Regions from separate parts of the Gossypium hirsutum genome. Here region 1 is linked to region 2. Evidence: chromatin contacts called from public Hi-C data. All regions are on one chromosome and are shown on one strand. The core of a region is the stretch at or near the end of the contact, and the rest is flanking DNA. Distances in the headings are between cores, read along the strand shown. Region 1 holds the start of LOC107912958 (protein LUTEIN DEFICIENT 5, chloroplastic). Region 2 holds the start of LOC107912953 (zinc finger CCCH domain-containing protein ZFN-like).

What was found. Hi-C and Micro-C count contacts between places; a contact is called where the count stands out from the background.
Region 1: a contact with region 2 is called in a Hi-C map of callus, with 2.6 times the contacts expected there. The contact joins the promoter of LOC107912958 here to the promoter of LOC107912953 in region 2. A contact is called at or near these places in 3 of 34 Hi-C or Micro-C datasets (callus and leaf).

What each region holds. Positions count from the first base shown.
Region 1 is chrA13:99,462,150-99,464,849 of Gossypium_hirsutum_v2.1, reverse strand. LOC107912958 (protein LUTEIN DEFICIENT 5, chloroplastic) reads left to right here and starts at 1,304. Exons shown (of 16, transcript XM_016841359.2): 1 at 1,304-1,499; 2 at 1,585-1,750; 3 at 2,105-2,321; 4 at 2,433-2,504; 5 at 2,595-2,700. The coding sequence starts at 1,412.
Region 2 is chrA13:99,301,277-99,303,976 of Gossypium_hirsutum_v2.1, reverse strand. LOC107912953 (zinc finger CCCH domain-containing protein ZFN-like) reads right to left here and starts at 1,328. Exons shown (of 6, transcript XM_016841354.2): 1 at 811-1,328. The coding sequence starts at 910.

The DNA of each region.
Region 1 (2,700 bases), core at 55-2,554, 160 kb before region 2:
TCCAATTGAACACACCAATTTGTTCACGGGAATTCGAATTCGGCAGACGACTGTCTTGTTTTCCCAACTGTACTCCAAACAACTCCAACCTAACGCGCGCTTTTTAAATTGAAATTGAATTAACTTTAAGGGATGATTGTGACTATCTCATATTCTAGAGAGATAACAAATACTGTGTTGAAAGGTTTTTTAGTGCGAGTTCATATCTCACAATTTTTTTGTCGAAATAATAACCGGACTAAAGATAAAAGAAAATTAGTTGAACATGAAATTAATCATACTCAAATTAGAATTTAAAAGTGGATTTGAATAAAATGATAATAAGTGAAAAACAGAAATGAGTTACAAAACAATTAAACAAAAATAAGAAAAAGAAATGAGATGACAGAACGGTTTGCCAAAATCTACCACTACAGATGTATTGAAAAAGATTAGAGAAAACAAATTATAATTTTTATTCAATGTCCAATGTGTTTTCCAAAGACACCATACAATGTATTTATATATAATACATATGCTAATTTTAGGTTGATTCATCTAACAACGATCACATAAAATCATATTTTATACTAAATTTTTTTTCTAAATCTAGCTTTTTATAAAGTTAAATAAAAAATCTGATCAACCATAAGTTTTTTAGAATTTTTAATTCGACCCTCTTTTATTGTTTATGCTCTAATTTAGTTTGGTTTGCTTGTTAATTCGAATTTCGATATTCCAAATTAGATACAAATTACAAACCCAGTAGTAAGAATTATCGAAATTAGATACAAATTTAGCTTATTATCAATATAATACATAGATATGTCATCTAGTTTTAACCTAAAATAAACCATCAAAGTAAAAGCCAAAGAAATAGAATGGATTGATTATAACAATCTTATCTCCTCACTTAGTATTAATAAAATAAATAAATTATCACTGTTATCTTAACTCAATTAATATTTTAAAGGATAACATGTTTTAATTTAAAGTTGAAGATTTAAAAATTGGTATAAAAGAAAAAATAAATTATGATGATTATTAGAGTGATAAACAATTTAAAATTGGATGATCAAATACAATCAATTAAAATAAATAAAAATGGATATTTCTTATCTTGGACTGAGAATCCAAGCAATCCAGTCAGTCTGGTTTAAGGTTACGGGGGAGTAGGTTGAAGGAGTGTAAAAAAATGGTAATTAGATGACACGGAATCTAACGCTATCAACTGTTGGAAAGATTCCCCTGCCTAGTTCCTGTTCCTTTTTTGCGGTTAAGACATTACAAAAATAAAATAAGATAAAAAAAAAGAGTTTGAGAGTTGGAGGTCCCGCCACATTACACACTTCCTTTATTATCTTCAATTTCATTTTTTCTTTAAACCCATATTATCTTTGTCCATAAATTTCCATTGCCACCCTACTTTTATATGGCTGCCACTCCAGCTTTTCCTCTTCTTCAGCTTCGTTTAACCAAACCCAAACCCAAACTCACTGCTTCTTGTTTTAGACCTTATGGTATGTTCTAACTTTACAATTCTCCATTTTCTCTTTCTTTCTTTTCTTTTAAGCTTCATTTTTGCTTGTTTAATGGGATTTTCAGGCACATCTAAGTTTGGAATAGTAAAATGTGGATCATCTTCTAATGGGAGAGAGCCTGATTCAGCTGACAATGGTGTTAAAAGTGTGGAACGTTTACTTGAAGAGAAACGCCGGGCTGAGTTATCTGCCAGGATTGCTTCTGGAGAATTCACTGTTCAGAAATCTGGGTATTTTTGCCTTTGTTTCACTTTGTTTTTTTGGTTTTGGTTTTTATAACCTTTTAGCTGTCATTGTGATGCTTACTATTGTTTTGGGTATCTTTTGTTTTTCATCAAAGAAAAAGGGATGTTGACCTTTATTTCCCTTTCTTAATTTTTTCAATTAATTGTGGTTAAGAATAATATTTGGACTTGATATCCTTGTATTCTTTTGTAATCTTCCTTGTCATGTTTGGATTGGCTTAATTATATTTATATTGGTGAATGCTTAGTCTATTCTCTGACTTGTATTTATTTCTTTACTTCATAATAATTTCTGCTAATTTGCTGTTCTTTTTATGTCTTCCTATTCCTGGGAACTAGTTTCCCTTCTCTATTGAAGAATGGTTTGTCGAAAATTGGTGTTCCCAGTGGGGTTCTTGAAATCTTATTTAAAGGGGTTGATGATGTTGAAGATTATCCCAAGATTCCAGAGGCGAAAGGGGCGATTAAGGCCATCCGAAGTGAGGCCTTCTTCATCCCTTTGTATGAGCTTTACCTCACTTATGGTGGGATTTTCAGGCTAACCTTTGGACCAAAGGTTCGTGTGTCCTTTTCCATTTTGGCTTCTTTTTTTTTTTCTTGTACATAGCATTGTCCAAGATAATTATGGATTTCCTGTTACATACATGGGATGGGGATGTTGCTGCAGTCATTTTTGATTGTTTCCGATCCTTCCATTGCTAAGCATATATTGAAGGACAACTCAAAGGCTTATTCAAAGGTAAACAGTGGTGTACTTCTTGGCTTTTCTTGGATGGACTAATATTGCTTTATTGTTTTTGTCTCATCTTTTGTTCTCTTCAATGTGAAGGGTATATTAGCAGAGATTTTGGACTTTGTCATGGGAAAAGGACTTATCCCAGCTGATGGTGAGATATGGCGCATTAGAAGACGTGCTATAGTCCCAGCACTGCATC
Region 2 (2,700 bases), core at 79-2,578:
TACTTGATCCTCAACCTTAACTTTTTTCTTATAATGAACAATGATAAAGAAAGAACTCCTATTTACTCTTGAAAGTTGAAAGGAATTTCAAAGAAACCAGAAAAAGGAAAATAGAAAACATGAAGTGAACTATTGTCTGGCAACCATGTAAGCGTGCATCCTCTTATTCAAAGAAAAGATTGCTTGAATAGCCTTTTCTTTAATCAAATTTTGATCAAATTCACCTAAATTGAAAAGATAATCAGTAAAAGCAGTAACAACATACACCTTAATCCTATCCAAATATATATAGAACTTAATATTTTTCTACAAGTAATAAAGCAATAAATGAAAAAAAAAGAAAAAAAAACCATATTGGTAAAGGAGAAAAAATCATAACAAAAAATTATAAATCTTATTTTAATTCCTAGAACCTTGAATTTGACTTAAAAAATTAAGAACGTGGAATCTCTAATTCTTCCCGGCAGCCCAAACAAAGCTTGCACAATTTATTCTAAATCACTGCATAATTGAATTGCTGTTAATGATTGAAACGCAATTAAATTAATTATTAGAAATCAAAATTTACATAATTTCTTAATTAAAAACTTAACGAAAAATAGAACTGATTTTAAACAATGATCAAACCAGAATTCTCCATAAAAATGGGCAAAAGGACAATTCCCAACAAGAAAATAACCAACGAAACACATGAACTGTATTTCACTTGCGTTTCGCAAAGGAAAAAACGTAGAATAATGATCATCATCATAATAAATAATAAAGAAACGGAGTAAATCAATGAACAAATATATATAGAGAGAGAGAGACCTTGATTCAACGAAGGTGAAAGCGAGGATCCTTCAGTGACAGGCACGGCCGCCGTTGCTGTTCGTGACATAGGAATTCCAGCATCGAATGAGAATCCCATTCAACAGTCATCTTCCTCCATCACCATCACTCAACGTTGTCACGTTAGAACCACCTCCACGCACCAATTCTCATTCCACGTTCCAAAACCGCGCTGTCACCTAACCACAAAAAAAAAGAAAAAAAAAAACCTCTTCCCTCTCCTTCCTCCTTTGCCAACAGAAACAAAATTATAGAAATACTAAAAAAGAGAGCTCTTCTTCACGGAAAGTCTGTCTTTGTTTTCTTAAAAACAATTAATATTTTTTCCAAATTTATTTAATTTGTATGTATTTTTGATAGAAGCGAAAGAGCGTTGTTTTCTCTTCTCCACACAAAACAAAAAAAAATAAAAAGAAACAAAAATAAAAAGGGAAAAATAAATGAACCATCCAAAACCCACCCACTTTCATTTGATTTGCTTTCCTTTGTTCAGTTTTAGCACACGCGCAAATACGCAGTATATTACTTTATAGAGCCACGTCATGGGCTGTTAAATTTGTAATTGACTCTGGTCGTTACCTAATCCTATTGGTGGTTTACATAATTTTACCACCTCTTGGAGCCTGGAGGGAAACCGGTTTTACTTTCCCTGCTTTTTTTCTTTTATTACAATTTCAGATATGAAAATATAATCACAACACCACGAGGCACACATGTCCAATTTTTTTTTTTTATATTTTAGAAATTGTGATCAAAGAATTTGAAATATTGTTGAAAATAGAATAATTCTTCATAGTGGTCCTAGAGATAAGTGACATAGATCTTATGGTGAAATGACCTTAGTACAACAATTTGGTAAGTTTGACATTTTTTTATAACTACGTATAGAAAGGACCTTAATTTTGGTTAAGATAGCCCAGATTTGACTTTTACAATCTTTCATGCTTTTAACTCCTAGATTTTAAAGAGCAACATTAAATTTTCATTCTAGATTTTGGGGCCAAAACTGATATCTTAAAACTTGTGGGAATTAAACCAATTTATTTTTGGTGGAAAATGATTGGAAGTTATTTTGTTTTTGGGTCCAAGTTTGATCTGATATTTGTCCATTTTAAAATTCATTTTCCCTGCCCAATTTAAAGAGGCCCTCAAAAGCCCACTAAACGTTCATTTGTTGGGCCCATTTGAGTTCTAATTTTTTACCCATTTTGCAGAGCAGTTTATTCTGATTAAGCTCAAATCTGTTCATTACTCCATTTTTCATTTCATATTTGCTGTTTTGGGACCCAAATGGGAGTCCAGTTTTAAGTTTTTAAATGCTCAAGCTGAGGCCCAATTTTAGATATCCATTTTAAAGCCTATTTTAAGCCCAAATTTGAAGTCTATTTTTAAGAAGTTAGATTCATAGAAGGCGTCTTTTATTGTTGAGGACGGTCAACTCTTTGGAAAAAAGTCTCCAGAGTGTAGTCTACTAGATAGCGTGGTATAATACTTACAAGTATGTGGCATAAATGCCTTAGATTGGTAGTTTGAGTCTGCCCACACACAAGTGACTACATAATTAATATAACACACTATACCGATATCTCTCCCTTAAGTCTTACAAGTCGAATTTCCACCAGCCGAGATGCTTCTCCTCTATGAACCCATCAAGGCTCTTGGTAGATGAGGGAGACAAAACTTCGATATAGGAACAATACCTAACACAGTTGACGTTTTAGCAGATTACTCAACAGATGACATTTTGAAGACTTCTCTTGAAGAAGTCCTCCCCCTCAATAAAGCCCAAGTATAAACATTTAGGGTAAACTACACTGTTAGTCACTAAATTATGGGAAAGTTACAATTTGGTCACTGAACTATTCAAAA